Linked DNA regions of Sus scrofa: regions 2 and 3 are each linked to region 1. A link is a contact called in public Hi-C data. All regions are on one chromosome and are shown on one strand. The core of a region is the stretch at or near the end of the contact, and the rest is flanking DNA. Distances in the headings are between cores, read along the strand shown.

Evidence for each region. A called contact is a pair of places that touch in the nucleus more often than the background predicts.
Region 2: a contact with region 1 is called in a Hi-C map of embryonic fibroblasts, with 2.3 times the contacts expected there. The contact joins two enhancer-like sites. A contact is called at or near these places in 9 of 47 Hi-C or Micro-C datasets (alveolar macrophages, embryonic fibroblasts, heart right ventricle and 4 more).
Region 3: a Hi-C map of liver shows a contact between it and region 1, with 4 times the contacts expected there. The contact joins two enhancer-like sites. A contact is called at or near these places in 5 of 47 Hi-C or Micro-C datasets (liver and skeletal muscle).

Annotation. Positions count from the first base shown.
Region 1 is chr9:64,003,313-64,007,958 of Sscrofa11.1, forward strand. No RefSeq gene overlaps it. Among named protein-coding and RNA genes, the nearest start is that of BTG2, 28 kb to the right of the region's middle. Within about 2 kb of position 2,074, at least 34 of the 83 cell types and tissues checked have an H3K27ac peak or open chromatin away from gene starts, as enhancers often do. A contact at or near this core is called in embryonic fibroblasts, liver, omental adipose tissue and 1 more, where this site is marked.
Region 2 is chr9:64,154,466-64,158,854 of Sscrofa11.1, forward strand. No RefSeq gene overlaps it. Among named protein-coding and RNA genes, the nearest start is that of PRELP, 34 kb to the right of the region's middle. Within about 2 kb of position 2,691, at least 16 of the 83 cell types and tissues checked have an H3K27ac peak or open chromatin away from gene starts, as enhancers often do. A contact at or near this core is called in embryonic fibroblasts, omental adipose tissue and subcutaneous adipose tissue, where this site is marked.
Region 3 is chr9:64,178,116-64,182,817 of Sscrofa11.1, forward strand. No RefSeq gene overlaps it. Among named protein-coding and RNA genes, the nearest start is that of PRELP, 11 kb to the right of the region's middle. Within about 2 kb of position 1,291, at least 29 of the 83 cell types and tissues checked have an H3K27ac peak or open chromatin away from gene starts, as enhancers often do. A contact at or near this core is called in liver, where this site is marked.

The DNA of each region.
Region 1 (4,646 bases), core at 824-3,323:
GCTTAAGATCTCTCTTAGCAACTTTACTTTTTTGGTGGTTTGGGGGGGGCCACATCATGTGGCAATTCCCAGGCCAGGGATAAAGCCCACGCCACAGATGTAACCAGAGCCACAGCAGTGACAATGCCAGGTCCTTAACCCACTGAGCCACCAGGGAATTCCTCTTAGCAACTTTCAAATATGCAATACAGTATTATGAATTACAGTCACCATGCTGTATCACTCTCCATGATTTATTTGTTTAATAACTTGAAGTTTTTGCCTTTTAACCCCTTTTACCCATTTTACCCAACCCTATCTCTGGCAACCACGACCCTATTCTCTGTATTTGTGAGCTTGTTTTTTGCTTTTTTTTTTTTTTTCAGATTCCATATATAAGCGAAATCACATGGTAGCAGATGTTTTTATTCCCATTTTACAGATGCAGAGGCTGGGGCCTAAGAGGGAAGATACCATATCCCTCCCTCTAAAGTCATGAGGAGAACAGGACTCAATAATCAACCAAGGCAGGCACAGTCCCTGGGGCTCCTGTTAAGTTGGGTGGTTAAGGAGGGTAGCTTGGCCTGCAGAGGGCTCGCTTTAGCTGCCCAGTGAACCTTTCCAAATCCTAGTGCTCCAGGGGGCAGGTAGGTGGCCAGCACCTACCCCCAGCCCCCACCCCTGCCACCAGGCCCTGACGGCTGGGATGGGGCTCAGGAAGGGCTGGTTTCCCCCTTGGCCTGGAACGGAGGGGTGAGGAGGCCCTTGGGGAGGAAACTTCACTGTAAGAATCCCTGTGAGTCTGAGTTTTCCTGTTTCACTGTCACTCTTGTTTGGTTTTGTCTTGTTTTGTTTTGTTTTTCCTGCACTGACAAGGTGGGGGAGAAACCAATACAAATTTCTAAGCTGGGGTTGTGGAAGGTGAACTAGGCTGGACTCCGTTTGCACATCAGCATCAATTCTGTGTACCAGCATCATCAAAAAATCTACAAACAATAGGAGTTTATAAACAATGTTAATCCTATTATACTGTTGGTGGGAATGTAAATTGGTGCAACCACTGTGGAAAACAGCATGGAGATTCCTCAGAAAACTAAAAATAGAATTACCGTTTGATCCAGCAATCCCACTCCTGGGCATCTATCCAGAGAAAACCATGACTCAAAAAGATACGTGTACTCCAATGTTCACTGCAGCGCTATATACAAGAGCCAAGACATGGAAACCACCTAAATGTCCATCGACAGAGGAGTGAAAAAAGGAGATGTGGTGGCATATACACAAAGGAATATTACTCAGCCATTAAAAGGAAAGAAATAATGGCATTTGTAGCAACAAGGATGGACCTAGAAATTATCATGTTAAGTGAAGCCAGTCAGACAATGAGACACTGACACCATATGCTATCACTTACATGTGGCATCTAAAAAAAGGACACAATGAACTTCTTTGCAGAACAGATACTGACTCACAGACTTTGAAAAACTATGGTTTCCAAAGGGGACAGGTTGGGGGTGGGGAGATGGGATGGGGGTTTGGGATGGAAATGCTATAAAATTGGGTTGGGATGATCGTTGTACAATTATAAATGTAATAAAATTCACTGAGTAATTAACAACAACAAAAAAAAACCATCAGTTCTGTGCACCAGTTTTAGCAGAGCTGCCCTAGCTGGGGCCTTGAAGATTGTCAGAGTTAATATTCGGCTGCCCCATCTCTCTGTCTCTGTCTGTCTCTGTCCCTGTTTCCTGTGTCTGTCTTTGTCTATCTACATATATATAAATAAACATATATGTGTATATCTGTGCATCTATATATGTTATATATACACATACGTACATACGTATGTGCATAGAGAGAGAGATATGTATGTAATGTCTTTCTCTGTCTCCTCCTTTAATCTGATCCTTCACAGAGGTGGATGGGACAAGGAGCTATAGCTGTCTTCTCATACCATCACTACCAGCATGGTCCTCGAACCACTGGATGTGGGTCAGTTTTGGAAACAGACCCCCACTTCTCACTCCTGGAGAGTCAGTCCACACTGAGCTTTGTTCTAACAGTGCCCCATTTCCTCCTTTGGCCAAACTTTACAGTTTAGATGCTCGCTTTCGAGTCCTAGGGGAAGTGATAAGACAGAGGTCAGATTCTGGCCCTCCCTGCCTGCTGGGTGGTGGAATTGCGTGCTTTACGGAGCTAAGCCTTGCCCAGAAGAGGAAAGAAGACAGCAGAGACAGCTCAGGGAGTGTGGCAGGATGCTGTCATGACCCTGTGTAAGACTCCAGCTGAGTGCTGTGTGTATTTATAGACACACACACACACACAGACACGCAGGCATGGGAAACGTGCCCTGGAACAAACGTACTGTTTGTTTCCTGGAAACATGCCCTTCCTTGCCAACTTGCCAGATTTCCCAGATCACATCATCCTGAAGCAGGGAAAATTATGTCTTCTTATTCCCGGCATCCACCTGCCACATGAAGAGAGATCTTTGGAAAACGGATCTGACCACTTCTCTGCCCTTTGGAAGACTGGAGCGATTTCACCTTGTCCTCGGGTATGCTCCTTCCAGTTCACCTGCCTGCCCAGCTTCCCAGGACTCCCTGAACTCCTCCTAATGCAAAGTACTGTAGTGCACACCTCTGACAGCTCCCGACCCCTTAGACTTCCCTTGTTGGCACATGCAGTTCCCTCAGCCAGGAATGCTTCGGCATCCTCTCTTCTGGCAGAGTCCTACTCAGTCTCCAGCCCAGTGGGCACAGTTGCCCACTCCTCGGAGGGCTTAGGACTCTGCAAACTTACCTCACTACTGTCTGTCTATCTTTCTTTCTGTCTGTCTTCTTTCCTTTCTTTCTATCTTTTTAGGGCTGCACCCTAAAAATGTATGGTGGTTCCCAGGCCTATGCCCCAGCACCAGATTCAAGCCGTGTCTGTGACCTCACTGCTGTCTTTCTATTCCTATCTGTCTCCTCCTCCAAACCATACATTCTTCAAGGTCAAGAACTGTCTTTCATTCATTTTTGCACCCCCAAAATTTAGGCTAATGCTTGCTGCAGGGTAGATGTGCCCTAGAAATCTGTTGAGTGAATGGATGAGATTTTTACAGTATAGCTGCTAAGGTCTGTTTGGTGGAAGACTGGATTTAAATACCAGCTCTACCACTTGCTAGCCACAGGATTTTTCAAGTCACTTAGCCTTCTGTCAGTTTCCTAATCTGTAAAGTAGAATATAATGATAGAACCTCACTTATATGTTTATTGAGAAATTTTAATGATATTGCATATAAAGGATTTCCTAGCAGAGGCACATACTTTTTTTTTTCTCACAACCCATATTTTGTTTATCAGCAAACCCTGAAGGCTCTTCCTTTAAAATATCCAGCCACTTCTTAGCTTTCAACTGCTAACAACCCAATCCAAACTACCATCATTTCCCATGGTCATATTTTGCGGGCCTCTGACCTGGTCTCCCTGCCTCCACCCTTGACCCACTCATCTATTTTCAACACGGCTGCCACAGGGGATCCCTTAAAAATATGAGTCAGATCAGGAGTTCCCGTCGTGGCTCAGCAGAAACAAATCTGACTAGCATCCATGAGGATGCAGGTTCAATCCCTCGCCTTGTTCAGTGGGTTAAGGATGTGGCATTGAAGTGAGCTGTGGTTGCAGAAGCAGCTCAGATCCCACGTTGCTGTGGCTGTGGTGTAAGCTGGCAGCTACAGCTCCAATTCAACCCCTAGCCTGGGAACCTCCATACACCACAGGTGCAGCCCTAAAAAGACAAAAAAAAAAAAAAATGTATATATGAGTCAGATCAGGTTGCTCCTCTGCCACAATTCCCCTTTGGCTTCCCTACCTCACTAAGAGTAAGAGCCTAAGTCCCCATTGTGGCCAACAAGGTCACTGCTACCTCTGATTCCATCTCCTCACCTTTCCCCTTGTGCTCCCAGCTTCAGCCACACTGAGCAACATGCTGTAACTCAGACCCGCCTTGTCCCACCCTGCCCCAGTGCCTTTGCACTTGCCTAGAATTCGATTTCTCCAGAAAGCCTTATGCCTCCCTTTCTTACTTAAAGTCTTCAGTAAAAGCCACCCTCCCAGGAGTTTCCTCATGGCTCAGCAGGTTAAGGATCCAGTGTTGTCACTGCTGTGTCTCTTGTTACAGCTCTGGCATGGGATGGATCCATAGCCAAGGAAATTCCACCTGCCATGGGGAACAGCCAAAAACAAACAAACAAACAAAAAAAAAAAAACAAAAAACAAGCCATCCTCTCCAGAAGCCTAAACTTTCAACAATATGCTGGCTGTTGACACTTTTTTTTTTTTAAATCTTTTGTCTTTTTTGTTGTTGTTGTTGTTGTTGTTGCTATTTCTTGGGCCGCTCCCGCGGCATATGGAGGTTCCCAGGCCAGGGGTTGAATCGGAGATATAGCCACCGGCCTACGCCAGAGCCACAGCAACGCGGGATCCGAGCCGCGTCTGCAACCTACACCACAGCTCACGGCAACGCCGGATCGTTAACCCACTGAGCAAGGGCAGGGACCGAACCCGCAACCTCATGGTTCCTAGTCGGATTCGTTAACCACTGCGCCACGACGGGAACTCCTGTTGACACTTTTTATCCTGCTTCCCTCTTTAACACCAATGGAAATACATATTTTATTTATT
Region 2 (4,389 bases), core at 1,441-3,940, 150 kb after region 1:
TCTGTGCTCCGGAATGTGAGAAGGGCTTGCCAGGGCGGCTTGGAGCAGCTCCTCCCCAAGCCACTGGCTCCGCAACCTGGACAGAGCCACGCTGGCAGCTCCTCTGCAGCCCTCCTCGCGGTGCGCTGGTGCCCCACGGTGGACAGACAGCAGGCTCTGATCTCATTCCCTCCTGAGGCTTTGTCTCCCAGAGGGAGAGGGCTCAGGGGGCCCTTGCTTGGGGGTGAGCCTTGGGCATGGCCCCTGCACTTTCTCCATTCTCACCACTGATCACTCCCCTGGGCTTTTGGGCACACTCTTCAGAATAGGCTGACGGCTCTGAGGTGTTGTCTTCCTCCGAATCAGGCACAGACCCACCCCCTGCTGGTGGGCATTTCCCACTGCAATCTAATGAAAAACAAGCTTCTCAGAGGTCCATCTAAAAGGCCACATTGGGGCTGGGGCACTCTGTGCGAGCCCCCCACCTTTGTGGGGCAAGGTGAAAGTGATCAGGCCTGGAGAAGCCAAAGCTTCTGCCAGCCTGGAGCCCACTATCTCCATCTAGGCCGAGGATGGAGGGCAGAGTCAAAGGGGAAGGTGGCCCAGCTGAAGCTGGGATGCAGAGGAGAGGCAGAAGGCCAGAGGCGTGTGGGGACCCCCTGGGGCTGAACCAGAGCCCTGGAATGCCAGGGAATGTAGGAGCATCAGTTCTTAAATTTTAATTTAATTTTTCCCTGATAAGAGGCTGTGCGCAGCTGCTGGAAAGAGAGGGGCATTAACTTTCCACCAGCCACTGAGCAGACAGCCCTCTCGATGATGCCATGTGGGCCCCTCATCTCTCAGGCATGAGTCTCCTGGAGGTTCACTGCCAAGGTCCTACCAAGAGTCCGAGCAGAGCCAGCGAGAGAAGCTACAGAGAAACAGGGCCGGGAGCAGCGACCAAGCCTGAAGGTGTCAGGAGGAAACAAGGCCAGAGATGAGGAAAGTGCAAGAGAGCAGCTTGAAGAGATAAAGTGTGAGAAATGGTCAGATCAGTCTATGAACAGGATTGAGTTTATTGGCCAGAGGAAGGGAGAGCTGAGCATCCCTAGAGCCTACGTGTCAGAGGCTGTGTCGGGCGGGACTTTTAGACACATCTCATTGAACCCTCATTTCAGCAAGGCACTGACATCTTTTACAGGAGACTGACACTTTTGTAAGGAATTTCAGTACCTTGCCTGGGGCTCCATGGCTAACGTGGTGGAGGTCTGAATGCAGGAATCTGAATGCAGGTCTGTCGGATGACAGATGGCCTCCCCATCACTCCAAATTCTATGAGCAAGGAGGAGTGGATGGATCAGAGGAGACAAAAGGAACTCCAGAATTGTAGACATTTAGGACTGAAATTAAGGTCTTCTACAGCAATTTTGCCTCCAGGAGAAATTAGATTTCAGTGAGAACAATGTCATGTCTTAATTAGGTAGCCAATTAATTTTGAAAGGAGATCACATATCCAACCAGCCTTCCTTCCTTCCCTTCTTCCCTCTAACAATTTTTATGGAGCAGTCACAACCTGTTAGGCATGGTATTGGGTTTGAGGAACAAATAGGTGTAAGAACCACAATTTATTCCCAAATCCTTGATAAATTCCAGGAAATTGAGGCAGCACTTTACCCACATACCCTTACTCTCAGGGCAATTTTCTCCCTGGCTTTACTTCTGAGTTTCAGGTCAGGGCCCAGCAAAACTCCTGCTTCTCCCTCCAGCCCAGTTCCCTCTGTTTTGAGAGCCGGTCAAGCTCCCTCCCGGCCCCTCCCCTCCACCTCCTCTCCCTGAGCTGCTCCAGGGGCTACAGCCAGACTAGTCAGTGACGACACACACAAACGGGTCTTTAAAAGCCCTAAGCCTTTGAGCTTCTTTCACACATCTGGACACAGCTGGACCTGGGGCAGCCCAAATTCTCCAGGCCACAAGTCACACGGACATCCCAGCCTGGGACAGATGAACTATTTCTTTGGCTCTGGCCTCTTCCCCTCATAGTCACTGACCCAAATGTCTCCAATGCATAGAAGCACACCCCACCCGCTTCTGCTGTGAAGTCACGTGCAGCACCCAGAGAGCCCACACGGTCCATTCTCAAAGCCGTTGCTTTCCAATAAACTCAGCCTGGTAACCAAGAGATGTTTCAAAATAACTCAGGATATCTGTATGCATTCTCAAATACTCTGAAGAGGATCAGAGCAATACTCCTTAAAATCCTGTTTTTCCTCTCCCATGTATTTCTCTACATACCAACTCTGATCCTGTGCCTCTCTCCTTTCCAAAATTCCTACCCCTAAACTCCTCTTCCAGCTCCAGTCACACATCCCTTCTCCTTCTTGCCACTTTCCTCCTGATTCTGCAACACAAAAGCCCAAAATCAACAGATGCTCCCTGGAGAGAGAGGAGGGGAGGAAGAGGACTGGGTTAACCGCTCTCTCCTAGGCAGGGGAGAGGGCGGAAGGCTGAAAATATTCGTACAGGCATCATTTTTTCCTCATCACAGTAGCTGTCACCACAGATCACATCAAGCCTCAACTGGGCAGGACAACTGCTGGACAAAGTGACCCACCTGACTATTTTGGTCAGTCCTGATGTGAATACTTTGTTCCAATTCCAAGTTATAACTGACCAGTTAACTGCCCCAATTTTGAGTTGGGAAAATATGGTCACCCAATCTCTGACCCACCCTTCCTCTTGGCAACCCTAACATATCCTGACTGTATTAAATACTTTCTATATTACTATAGACTGAAACTTTGTTTCCCCCACCCAAATTCATATGTCGAAATCCTAACCTGCCAATGTGATGGTATTTGGTGGTGGGGCCTTTGGGAAGTGATTCAGTCATGAGGTTGGAGCCCTCATGAGTAGATCTGTGTCCCTATAAAAGAGACCCAGGGGACTCCCTTGTCCTTTCTGTCGTGTGAGACACTGTGAGAAGACAGCTGTCTGTGTATCAGGAAGTGGGTTTTTACCAGATACCAAATCTGCTGGTAACTTGATATTGGAATTCCCAACCCCCAGAAGGATGAGAAATAAATTCTTATTGTTTATGAGTCACCCAGTCCATGGTGTTCTGTTATAACAGGCCACATTGTCTAAGACATATACGGTTGTTGATTCCATTAGTGTTTGTTTAGTCACTTGGAAACTGTAGGTTCTATAAAGTCTCAGACCATGTTTATTCTCATTCTGTCCCAAGCCTCATGAATAGGTCTGTAGTAGTTAGCTAATGCTGCATAACAAATCATCTCAAATATTAATGACTTAAAGCAATAGTCATTTATTATCTCTCATTGTTTCTATGGATCAAGAATCCAAGAGTGGCTTTCCTGGGTAGTTCTGACTCAGCTCTCTTGAGGTTGTGGTTAAAATGTCAGCCAAGGCTGAAGTTTCTAAAGACATGATTAGGTTTGGAGAACGCACTTCCAAGGTTGCCTAGTCACATGGCTGCCACTTGCGGCTGGCTCTTAGGTGAAGGCCTTGGTTCCTCATCCAGGGGACCTCTTCATGAGGCCTGAGCTTCCTTACAACATGGTTACTGGCTTCCAAAAGTGAGCATCTTGAGACAGAGATAGCCAGGCAAAAAATGAAGCTTTTTGTGACCTAATCTTTGAAAGTCACATGCATCACTTCTGCTGGACTCTATTGTTTGGGGTAATCCCACCCTCCTGCTAATTCAAGGGGGAGGGAACATAAAACCTGCCTCTCTCTGGGAGGATTTCCAATCATCTGGTAAGAAGAATTTGTGGGATGGGATAAATACGCAGATGTAGCCACCTCAGGAGAAGAGAGTGCCCCCGTGGCTCTGGCCCTTGCAAGCTCAGAACACATGTTCATTGGTGGGCTTTGTATTCGCTGGCGCCTGGAACTGAAACAACTATGTCACAGGGGGAGGGAAGTTAATTCAGAGTCCTGATTCTTCATCCCTCTCTGTAACCACATCCTTCATGGTGAAATCTTAGGTGATCTACCCTGACCCCAACTGTGTGATTTGTCTTGACCAACATTTTGTTGGCAGATGTGAGTCCAGCAGAAACATTACAGAAAACTTGCAAGTTTTTCCTGGGGCTCCTGCACTTCTGCCCTTGTCATGAAAATAAGCTTGGGCTACGGAGGACACAAGACATGCAGAAAGGATCCAATTTGTCTCAACTATCCCAACCCAGGAGGGTTGACCCACACATTTGTGAGCAGGGCCAGGGAAGATGAGAACCACTCAGCACCCTACAGGCTTGGAGCTAAATGAACGCTTAGAATTTGAAGGCCTGAGTTTGGGGGTTGGTCAGTTATGCTGCATTTTTGAGGCAATAGGTAATTGCCTTTCCTCCTACTATCACAAAAAGCACTTCATGAGCTGGAAGTCTGTGTTCCAGGTCAGGCTCAATA
Region 3 (4,702 bases), core at 41-2,540, 170 kb after region 1:
GAATAAAGTGAGCAGCCTGAAGAAGAGGAAAAGGAGAGGAAATGAAGGGATGGATGGGATGGATGGGGGACCAGAGGAGACAGCTGGGACTGGGGGACAGGGAGAAGCAGGGTCTTCTGACAACAAGAGTCAGTGTGACAGCCTCACCGACCAGATGATCCATATCATACTCCCGTGCCTCCGCGGGAGGGGGCCCATCATAAGTCAGGTTCATAAATGGGGGTCTCGTGGGACGGGGACACAGCCTCCTTCTGGGGGAACATCCAGCTGAAAGGCTAAGGGCAGAGAGCTGGCTCCCCTCTGAGCCCATCTTCCCCTTCCTCCTGCCCACTCCTCCCCACACCTCCGTCTCACTCCTTGCCTCCTCTCCCCAGAACAAACAGGAGGGAGGTTGGCTGCCAGCCCAGAAAGCTACTGCACTCAGAAAGAGCAGACAGACCTAACGTTCAAGATCTAATAGCCCTAATGACAACACCACCCTTCACCCACCACCTGTCTCCAGAACCCAAACCTCTCTTCAAATCCACATACTGCTTAAGGCAGGAGGGGGCTTCTCTTTTCTCCAATAAAGCTCTGAATATAAGAAAGAAGTCTGAATTCCAGCAGGAGAGAAGCAAGGTAGACTGAAGGAAGAACTTCCCCACAAGGTCATTTCAGCTTAAAGTGCTAGGCTAATGAAGACTGGGGGGGATGAAGGCAAGGTGGGGTGGAAAGCCATCCCTGCTGGGTGGCACTAATGAAAGCAGAGCCACCACACTCCCCCAGGCTGTCTTCCTCCAACTCCTGGTACCCCTTTGCTACTCCATTGCTTCTCCTTGAGCCCTGGCCCATGGAGCAGACAGTCGGGGCTGCCAGCCACCTTCCAAAACATGTTTTGCCTTTTTGCCTTCATTCTGTGGCTTGGCTCAACTGGGCCTGAAAATTCCCCACACCTGGGGTGGGCCAAGATGGGCTGCTCCACCATTAGCATCACTGTTTCCAGCCTGAAAGCCGTGTTCTGTCCTTAGGACAGCCTTATGGGATGGGACAGCAGGTCCTAAGATCCCAAGATCATCAAGAGGCAGCTTCCAGAGCCACACGGGTGTAGGGGGCAGGTATCAAGAGGCCGCAGTCTGGAGTCTCTGGGGTCTTGCCGCACAGCCCCAGTCCCACTCCAGATGCCTCCCAAGAAAGAGCATCCACAATGGTCTTCTAAGAGCTGGCTGGGATGGCCGCATCAGCTCACTGTCGAGAGGTGACTGGATCAAAGCGGCATCATTTGTGCCCAGTAAATGACTTAACTAGCTTGCAGCCCTCAGCTCAGAGCTCCCTTGGCTAAATCCTCTGTTGAGGGCCGCCAAGGCCAGTGTAAACAGTACAAAGGAAACACAGTGTCTCTTGGCGAGGACACTTCATAACAATGCTCTGGATTCTTCCACGAGCCATTTCGTGAGCCACAACTATAAAAAGTATTTATCCTTTACCATGAATCTGTGGGTTCAGATAGTCGTTCCAGGTCTTGGCTCCCTGATTGTTCTATATGCTCTGTTTTAGACAGAGCACCTCAACATGGCCCCAAGGTCCCCGGCTACCCTTGGGCACTGATTGGGAGGGTGGGGGGGAAGAATAAGGATGAAGCCCACCAAGGCTCTTCTTTCTCATACCATCAACTGGGAGAGTCCCTTCTCCCACTGCTCGTGGGAGATGCCAGTTTGATGGGGAGACACAGCCTCTGTCTGGGGGAACGTTCAACCTGAGAGTCTGAGGGCAGAACCATGTCATGTGAAGAGCAGACAAAGGAGATCTAAGAACAAACCATAGGAAGCGGGTGTGAGGAGAAGGCAGGGCGAGTATAGGAGCAGAGGGGCTGCAGGGATCAGCTAAGGTGGGCCACCTTCCCCGGGGGAAGGGTGATTCAACATAATTTCCAGGGCAGAATGGTGGCTCCAATCTGGAGAAAAAAGCCAGGCCCACGACAGCTACCAAAGGGTGTTCTCTCCCTCCATAGGGCTTCAGCCTACTGCCCTGTGTCCACAGCCCCAGGAGACAGCAGGAGCCTTGGGCATTGGGCAGGAGTTCATGTACACATTGCTGTGACACCTCACAGTAGCAGGATGAACATGGCAATCTGAAAAAGGAGAAAATTGAGGCTGAGAACACTGGCTCCTATCTTTGCCTCTGGCTGGGTCCTTTCTGCCTGGCAGGCTGGAGTCAGTAGGTGGCCGGGGTGGACAGCCACGTGGCTTGGCCCCTGAGCCCTGTGATTTGGCTCTGAGTAAGGCCAGGGCCATGCACGGGAAGAGGAGGGGGCCCAGGATGCAAAAGGGAGAGGGGGCACCACTCCCTGAGCTGCAGGCCAACCAGTCATTTTTCCAGACTGGGCAAGCAGAGCAGAATCCGGGAATCCGGGAAAAATAAGAAGGAGGCTGAGGCTTGTGTGTGTAACGAGAGGAGCGGGCGAGCATGGGGTCACCTGCTGGAAAAGAGACGACAGCTCTGTTATCTCAGTAAAAGCCGCAGACCAGATCTCAAGTGACACCCTGGTCAACCCAGCCTGGCCCAGGAATAATGTGACTCAAGTAGGGTAGGAATCAAGTCTTATCACGTTTTATTGACTAAAGCCACTCTCCACCTCCCCCCCCCATAACTCGCTATGAATTACCATTGGTTTTGCAAACATTATCTGTATAGTGTAGACAGCATGGCCTCTGGAACCAGGTTGCCTGAGTTCATATCCCCGCTTTGACACTTCGAAACTATGCCACACTCTGTAAAATGGGAATGATAATAATAGTATCTACTCCTGTGGTTGTTATGAGGATTAAATGAGCTAATGAACTGAAAGTACATGCATGACACTCAGTAAGCTGTCCTAAGGGTGAGCTATTCTGACCATTATTACTTCTCCATCAGGTCCTTTGCCAGGAGCTGGGTTCCTGCCTTGGAGATCCTCTGACCACACGAAGAAGGTAGATGGGGAAGCGAGCAGTAACTGCACTGAGTGGTAAGTGCAGAAACAGAGCCGTGGCCCAGGGGAGCCCCAGCAGAGCAAGCTCACTCTGCCTGTGGACATCAGGGAGAGCTTCATACAGGAGCGAACATTTGATTTGGGGCTCACAGGGTGAATAGGAGTTTGCCAATGGAGAATAAGGAAAGAGGGACATCTGAAGCTGGACTGAGCAAAAGCCTAGAGCTGTGAAGACCTGGGCACACATGACCCGGATGAATCTGGCTCTCGGATTCTATAGGAATTATGGAAGGAAATGAGAACGACAGGAAAGCCAGGTCGGACTGCAGGGCTTCAAGGGTCATGCAAAGGCATTTGAACTTTCTTCTGTAAACAACTGAGAGACACTGCAGAACTTGAAGCAAAGGGATTACATGATCAGGTTTGTGTTTGGGGAAATAACACACTTGGTGGGTCATGGAAAATAGATTAGAAAATGAGAAAGCTGCAGAAAAACACACACAGGAGGATTTTGCAATGGCTTGGGCAAACACAAAAGAGGAGAAACTATTCTAGTGCTTCTGGCCTAACTGCCAGATTACATAAGGGCCAGGGTACAGGGTACTGACACCTACAGAGTGTTGGGACTGTGCCAGGTCCCGGGGCTCCAAGCAGGAATCAGATTCGACCCAGGCCCCAGGAGAGCTGGTAGACCTGGCAGACAGAGGAGGGCAGGAAAATGGCCCAGGTCCTGAGTTGGATACACACACTAGGAGACCACTGGGACACACAGACAGAGTGCTCATTGCTCCCTGTGGGGTGGGAGAGGATACTGCTGTCAGGAGAGCATCCTAGAGGATGCAACATCTCGGGGCTAGAAGGAGCAGAGGGAAAAGATGAAGAGATGTGGAATAGCCTGGAGGATTCTGAGTGCTGTGAGACAGTCATAGGGCTGGGGCCTAGAGTTTGAGAAATGGGGCCAGGGAAGTAAGCAGGGGTCAGAGCACAGAGCTTGGGTTGTATTCTCTAGGCCTATCATCCTCAGCCAAGGGTGTGGATCCAACTCTCTCATGGTGGCAGCAGCTTTCAAAAATACAGATCTACTTGAATCAGCATCTCTAAGGGTGAATGTGACATATACCATGGACTAAGAACCATGGTTATGGGGACAGTGAGCCATTAAAAGATGCCCGGGTCAGATCCATGCCTTCAGAAGAGCCAGGTGTTGGGTGGAGGGCAGAAGGAGGGGCCAGACAGGGAGACCCTTTTGGGAGCCCGAATAGTGAGTCATGCCACAGCAGGTGACAGGGGGAGGCTGCAAAAGCCATTAAGGAAATAGAACTGACAGCACCTGGGGTGTCCATATGGGGGGCGGAGATATGGGTGGGGGGTAAGAAAGTGATGAATTGAGAGTAACTGTATTTTTAGTGATAAGAAACTGGGGCCAGATCAGTGGGGTTCACAACAGTGTCAAGTATGAGGATTTCTTTTCAACATTGGAGTTCCTGTCATGGCGCAATGGAAATAAACCCAACTAGGAACCATGAGGTTTTGGGTTTGATCCCTGGCCTCGCTCAGTAGTTTCAGGATCCAGCGTTGCTTCGAGCTGCGGTGTAGGTCACAGATGCTCTCAGATCTGGCGTTGCTGTGGCTTTGGCGTAGGCTGGTGGCTACAGCTCCGATTAGACCCCTAGCCTGGGAACCTCCATATGCCATGGTTATGGCCCTAAAAGGACAAAAGACAAAAAAAAAAAAAAAATGCAATGGTAATTAAAG